2 separate regions of the Mus musculus genome follow, and region 1 is linked to region 2. The links are chromatin contacts, called in public Hi-C maps. All regions are on one chromosome and are shown on one strand. The core of a region is the stretch at or near the end of the contact, and the rest is flanking DNA. Distances in the headings are between cores, read along the strand shown. Region 1 holds the start of Enc1 (ectodermal-neural cortex 1). Region 2 overlaps Arhgef28 (Rho guanine nucleotide exchange factor (GEF) 28).

What was found. Hi-C and Micro-C count contacts between places; a contact is called where the count stands out from the background.
Region 1: a contact with region 2 is called in a Hi-C map of bone marrow-derived macrophages, with 29 read pairs. The contact joins the promoter of Enc1 here to the enhancer-like site in region 2. A contact is called at or near these places in 3 of 39 promoter capture datasets (embryonic stem cells, frontonasal cranial neural crest and pre-B cells), 3 of 15 datasets of contacts at CTCF or cohesin (CD8 T cells and the NIH/3T3 cell line), 66 of 484 Hi-C or Micro-C datasets (B cells, B-cell progenitors, CD4 single positive thymocytes and 48 more), 39 of 115 datasets of contacts at active chromatin or transcription factors (CD8 T cells, the HPC-7 cell line, T-cell acute lymphoblastic leukemia and 28 more) and 4 of 9 other capture datasets (adipose tissue, liver, macrophages and 1 more).

The regions. Positions count from the first base shown.
Region 1 is chr13:97,239,521-97,243,081 of GRCm38.p6, forward strand. Enc1 (ectodermal-neural cortex 1) reads left to right here and starts at 1,585. Exons shown (of 3, transcript NM_007930.4): 1 at 1,585-2,009.
Region 2 is chr13:97,958,134-97,961,650 of GRCm38.p6, forward strand. It overlaps Arhgef28 (Rho guanine nucleotide exchange factor (GEF) 28), which reads right to left. Exons shown (of 36, transcript NM_012026.2): 22 at 3,167-3,414. Among named protein-coding and RNA genes, the nearest start is that of Gm34388, 66 kb to the left of the region's middle. Within about 2 kb of position 1,403, at least 30 of the 459 cell types and tissues checked have an H3K27ac peak or open chromatin away from gene starts, as enhancers often do. A contact at or near this core is called in VIP interneurons, bone marrow-derived macrophages, embryonic brain and 5 more, where this site is marked.

The sequences.
Region 1 (3,561 bases), core at 335-2,834, 720 kb before region 2:
ACCTTGAATCCCTCGAGCTTTTTCCCTGGCTCTGTAAAGCAAAATGGAGCCAAGACGCTATCAAAAATTAAAATAGGAAACAGATTTGAAAAGGCTGTCGTGAGGCTGACGAGTTAATGCTAAGAAAGGACTTAAGAGGGCACTGTCTTTCTTTGCGATGAGCAAAATCTATCAGCCTCAATAGCAGAGGAAGCCAGAGAGAGGGAGCTGGGATAAAGGACCAACCCTGCGGGTTTCAGCAGTCTGTGGTCTCAGGAAGCGCCATGTGGAGCCTCCTGCGCCGGTTTAAACCATTGCTACGCCTGGTGTCTTAAGAAAAGGAAGACTGGGGGCGAAGCGTTGGGGAGATGAAGAGGATAGGGCAAACTCCCTGGCCACTACTGAGGCCCTGCAGGTCTCCAGCCAGGCAATTCACATCGCCAAAGACCTCTCTTTCCTCACCTGCACAATAAAGGGTTTGGGCTAATAATCTATACAATTCGTCCCTACATATCTCAAATGCCGAATAAGAGCCAACTCAAAGTGTCGTTTTAGCTCCCAGCACAGAGAGTCAAAAATGAGAGTCATAAACAGTTGTGGCCACGTTTGTTTATTTATTTATTTATTTATTTATTTATTTATTTATTTATTTAGGATAGAGTTCCTTCTTTTGCTAGGCCCTCGAGACTTTAGGTGTGTGTGTGGGGTGATGGTTGTTGTTTTTTTTGGGGGGGGGGGACACGCTATTTCTTGACTGAACTCCAGACTCCACCAACCAACCAAACCCAGGAAAGGCCAAGTCTCCGAAGGTAACAGACATCTTCCCTACCAGGAGGAGGCAGCGTGTCTGCTCCTTGGAGGAGTTGGCTTTGAATCTAGCGGCCCTGGGCGATTGGTTGCGAAACACGTGGGCCCTCAGGACCCAGCTGGGGTTGCTGCGGCTCCAGCTCCGAGCGAGACAGAGTCCTGCCGCGGCTTCCTCACCAACTTGGGGTGGAGAAGGAAGCCCCCCACAAGAGTTTGGAGTCTGGCCTCTTGCCAGCAAGTAACCCAATGTCCACTTGCGCAACCTGCAGTGTTCCCCGAGGTCCAGACCTAGGCTTCTTCCCTTGCTCCTGCGGGAACTAGGCTCTGCCTGCCGCTGGGGTGTCTAACCCAGTGAGTGCATGCGGGAGCGGTGGATCCCCAGCTTGGCCTTGGCTACTCCACTGAGCATTCTTAGGATCCCGGCACCCTCGAGCGCAGGAAAGCGCCTAGGGCTGCTTTCCCCTGAGTTGGGTGCCCCAGCCCCCGACCTAGCCTTGAATGGGGTTGACCCGAGGAGGCGAAGACCCTCCGAGCCTCTAAAACTTATTTTCTTCCCGGTCCCCGAGGGCTGCAGCTGCCCGTTGCTGAGCGAGGGCGTCCGCTTTGTCTCCGTTCGCTCCCCGCCCCACTCCCCTAGTTCCTCTCCGGCTAACCGCCCCCCCCGTCATCCCCCCCCCCAGCTCCTCCCGCTCCTGCCCGCGTAGTGGACGCGCTTCCTCCCTCCTCCCCCTAGCGAGTCTCTTTGCATACGCGCCCCCTCCCGGGCGCAACTTATAGGCCGGCGCACGGTGGCCCGGCGCAGTCAGCTCCCGCAGCCTCAGAGCCAGCGGCGCGACGGAGGCGCTGCAGAGACCCGGAGCCGACGCCAGGCGGCCGCCAGCGCTCACGCCGCAACCCCGTTCCCTCCCCCTGCGTGCAGACCGCCTTCCTCCGCGGCGCGGCCGCCGCAGGCTCACTCTCCCCTGGCTAGGCGCGCGCCGGCAGACGCTTGGCCCGGCCGGGGCGCCAGGTCCGTAGCAGCAGATCCGGAGACCGAGGTCAGCTGCCTGCCGAAACCAGCCCGGGAGCCACTACCCCGGACGCTATCGCCTCCCTTCCCAGCGCTCCTTTCTCCCCGGCGATCGCCACCGCTTCCTGGAACAGAGACGCCCTTCGTCGGCTCCCTGCGGGTGACCGAGGCAAGAACCGCAGCCGGTTGTGTGCAGAGGCCAGCCGCCACTACTGTAAGTTTGCCCTGCAACCCCAAACCTGTTGCGGGCGCCCGGGTTTCGGGCGGTGGGAGTCGGCCGCGGGGTGTGCTTGGGAGCATCGAGCCGGCGCCCGCCACCCTGGCTGAGGCTTAAGCCCAGGAGGTGCTCTCGAGGCAGAACAGTCGCTGGAGTGGGAACGGCACTGGGAGAGCAACTTGCCTCCCCTCTGCGGTGTAACGCCCGGGCAAGTATCGGTGGGTGCGAGGAACCAGGTTGGGGATAATATCCCGGCTCCTAGCAGTCTCCAGGAAGCCCAGCGCGTGGGATCGGTTCCCCAGGGTGCCTCGTAGCCGGCTTTGGGGGGCGGTGGAGGCCATGCGCAGACCTCCTCCTGCGGCCACTTGACTGCAGCCAAATGAATGAAAACTGGTTCCTGAAAAACGAGTTTCTTCTCCTGCAAGCTTTTGCCTTTTAGAATGACATTATTAATTTCAAAGGCTAGGTAGGAATTGGTGGGCGGGGTGGAGATGAAACAGTGGACTTGGACTTGTAATTTGGTGTCGTCCTCACTGGCATGTCCAGCGTGTTGAGAGTAGCCGTTGCAAGTGTTGGAGGGGACGGCGTGGCCAAGAGCTATTTTGGTAAACATCTTTATAGTGTGGCTCCGTTGTTGTCAGTAATGTGAGTGCTTGGGAACGTCTGCCTGGCTTCTTTGCTCGTGGGATCGAGATCAGGCTTAACCAGGAGAGAGATGGAGGTGCTCCCAGTGTTGGAGGCAGACGTCCTGCCTGGAAGCAGCAGGAAGTGAACTGAAGTCACTGAACTAGGTGCCCTTTTGATGTTCACAGTAATAGCAGTCTTTTTCTCTGCCTTCTTTGTAGACGCAAGTTAAGTATATGTGTGCATTTTGGGGGTCATTTCCTTAGCATGCAGATTTATGTCTCTGGGGTCTTTAAAAAATGTTGGAAAGGATGATTCGTTTTATGTTGAAGGTGTTTTTTGTATAACCGTATGTATAAATTATGTCTGGATATTTTGATGTTTGCATGATTCTAAACCAGAGAGCACGTTGTCTCCCTAGGGTCTTCAGGAGCACCTTTTGTTTTAATCATACAGTGGTTGCAAGATGAGAGATTGTGACAGTGACATTCTCTCCCAGTGGGATGGGATCCAAGGTGACAGGTTAGACTCTGCCTCCTGGTTTTCTGGGGGAGACTTAGAAAACACAGCAGCATAAACACAGGATGCAGAGTGGTGCACATCCTGTAGGCCTTCTAGACAAACTGTTTTCTTAAGTATACACCTGGTTGTGAACGTTGTTTTATACCACCCTGACTCCCCAGCCCCGTGGGATTCCAGCTCAGCCTGCTAGCACTTAGATTCTTGTGTTCCTTTCTTGGCTCTTAGCCCGAGAGGAGGCAGCTTCCTTAGACTAGAGACAATCATTTAGAGGTTTAGGCTTAAAGTCTTCCTCAAAATAACTCAGACCGAACGCATTCATTTAAATGGCATCCACGGGGATAAAGCAAGCAGATTGCAAGTGCCTGGGAGCCTGAACACTTCCTAAGCTTAGTGTCTTCACAGA
Region 2 (3,517 bases), core at 153-2,652:
TGAATGCCTGACTTCACGGGTGATCATTAGCCATGATGAGAAGAGAACAGAGAATAACCAACATGCTAACTTGTGGGGAGAAGGAAAGCTGTGGGCTGACTGCTTACATCAGCCTGACCTAGGGGGATCTTTATAGAATTCAGAGACATAGGGCAGTGTTGGGAGGGCTGGCTACATAATTTAGCTGTGAGGTTTTTTTCTTAAGACCATGATCATTCTACATAATCTATCCACAAGTAAGGTCACTGCGACAGACAGCCTCTCTAGAAAAGGACTTAGAATGCCTTCCACCATCTTTGGACTTTTCTCCTCTGCTCCGTTTTATCTGTGTTGATGAGATGACCTGAAGATAGTACGTCTGAAGAGATGATCCTTAAATGACAGTTGCTAAAATAAAGTCCAACAAAACACTTGTATAAAAACTACACAATATTGAGAGTTCAAAACTCTAAATGCCTAGAGGCTGGAGAGATGGCTTAGCAGTTTAAAATACCTGCTACTCTTGCAGAAGACCGAGATTCATTTCCCAGGACCCACATGGAAACTCACAACTTTCTATAACTACAGTTCCAGGGGATCTGATGCCCTCTTCTGACCTTTGCTGCTACCAGGAATAAAAGTAGTTCACAGACATAAGCAGGCAAAACACACGCGTGCATATAAGGTTTAAACGTTTTGAAAAAAATCTAAATGAATACAAAGCTTTATCAAGATTATTACACAGTTCCCATTTTCAAGCCAGAATTGAAAGATATAGACACAGGACTCTGTAGAACAGAGTAGAAACCCCCGCACACAAGTGATTTCTGGCAAAGGCACAAAACCCAGCTCATTAGGGGCAGGGGACGAGAACTGCCTTTCTATAATTGTACAAAAACAGAAGAGAAGAGAAACAGAAGTGAATCTCAACCTTATACAACTGACTTAAAAAAAAAAACCTACTAGAAAATCCACAAAATGCATTTTTAGATTTTATTCCAACAAAGTCAAAACCTGGGTTTGTACCTAACCATGGCAAGTTGATCAGTAATGGGTATTAACTAGAAGTAATGAGATGTCTTCCTATAAGTGAGCAATGTAGAAACGCAGGGTACATCCACAGCATCGAATACTCTTTACTAGGAAAAAAAGAACTAACTACTGGACAGATATAACCACTGATATGATTAAAAGAATTGTGTCATTTCCCTAAAGACTATATACTATGTATTTCCATTTATAAAATGTTTTTGAAAAAAAAATAACAGAAGTAAACAGTTTCCAGGACTTAACAGAGGAGTTGGGAGTGGGGCAAGAGGGAAGTAGGAAGCCCTGTGACAAGATCATTGTCCAGATGGTATGGAGATTAGCATGCTGACCGTGGTGTCAGCATGCTTTGTTACAACTGGAGGAATGACAATGCAAGCAATTAAAATTCTACTTAGCAAATCTCAGATCTTAGCTCGTTCCTATGGAAACCACGGAGAGGCAGAACACTGAGCCTCATTTTTTTTTTTTTTAACAAATTTTGGGTAAGCCTTTTGTCCCTGAAGCTAAAATGAAAGAACTTGGACCATATCCACCATTTCCCACCCACACACGAGTCTCTGCTGACTCCGTGCCAGCACACCTAACCCCAGCCTTCTGAAGCATGTATCCAGTTAAACCCTAGGCTGCACCAAGTCTGCCTTCCTACACCCTGAAACACCTGTCTGCTCCTTTGTTCCCTGGAAACCCAGCCCCTCAACCACCGGCTAAGAACAGTGCGAGAGGAATAGCCAGGAACTCTGGCCACACGCCACACTGACCATACCAACAAGGGACAGGAACACAGACAAGTTCATCCATTTCCCAAAAGGGAAATCTATGCTTTAACCCTTGGGCTGCTGGGCCCAGGTCCAGTGATGCCGATGACACGACTGTTGTCCCTGCTTCAGCCACACAAAATTAAACACGGAACTGATAAAGACACACATTTCCATTAAATATGAAAAAACGATAATCTAAGAACAAAACCGGTTTCAATGATTAGAGTTCAAGAAGGATCAAATTGTGACTATTTATATTAAGGAAAGAGAAATTCAGATAACTTCACATGACAGAATTAAAACCTTCCCTTTCGGTTTTGAATGCTCTCTGCATCCTGACAATTTTATTTAAACTATGTTGCAAAGTCCCTCATGCCACCCTGTTTCAGATAGGCGTCAGAGACAGAACGGAGCTCAGACTGTAAACTACAAAGCAGATCTCTCTCTGGTTAAAAGTTTCTAACACAGACCTTCCCGTTGTTAGACCTGTAAGAGTGGTTACCAGGCAACATGCCCCCACATTTGTATATGCATTGAAAATGTTGTATTTAATTCCATCTATGCCATCAGTGAACCAACTTTTCTATCTTTCACATACAGACCAACAGCTTAACTCCATGGCTGCCTTGGGTAGAGTGGGAACATTTCAAATACTGTAATTCTTAGAGAAGGTGACACTTCAACATCCACCTAGGAAACGCCACACTAAAGCAATAAGCTGATGCTACACCTGGTGTGTCTGTCTGTCTGTCTGTCTCTCTCTCTCTCTCTCTCTCTCATCAATCATTCAACAAATACTCCAAGTCTAAGGATCCACAGATCCACTGTAGGCGCTGGAATATGTTAATAAACAAATGAGAAGAACTCTTTTGTTCCGGGATTCACAACCTCCAGACAGTAAAGACTTTCTTGCAGTTTGCCAAGCCAGGTCCTGAGCCATACACAGGAGATAGTCATTGGCGGTCAGAAGCCCTCTGACATCTGTTATGCAGCCAGGATCCACCAACACCCAATAAAAGAAAGCCCCTGGCCCCTACCTAGCAACTGTAATAAAATCGCTTCTATTTCTCCAAGGGATTTTAATCAATAAAGAGTCTGCAAAGGAGAGCTGTAGAAAGGGCTAAGAGATTAAGAACACTTGTTACTCTTGCAGGGGACTTGGGTTTCTTTACCAGCACCCACATGGTAGCTCACAACCATCTGTAACTCCAGTGCCAGGGGATCTGATACTGTGTTCTATCGTCTGTGGGCAGCAGTCATGCACAAAGTGCACAGACATTGCATTCAGACAAAACATTCATTCTTACAAAATGAATAAATCTAAAAAGGGAGTTCTGCAAACATTAAGGGTTCTGAGCCCGGCTCAACACCCTTCTTACCTGTTGTACCAGAATGTCTCCAATTTGGTTGATCACAAAGTTCCTGTCACTGCCAGCGCAGGACTCCTGCCTGCGCTCCTTCATGCTGAAGAAGAAGTGCCGGTGAGTCTCCAGCAGCTCATCTAAGCAGGGGAAGATCTTGTCCACCGTGCTGTGGTCCAGCTGCAGTTCCTCCTTCATGCCTTTCCTGAAGACCTCGGACATGATGAGCAGAGTCTGGATGTGGTGGACCTCTGTCTGCATCAGCTCTGAAACATGCGAGCACACGCATGACGCAGCTGTAACGTGGGTGTGCAGCCTTTCCTACGTGACTACAAACAATCAAGCACAGATACTGAAAGGAATTCAGAA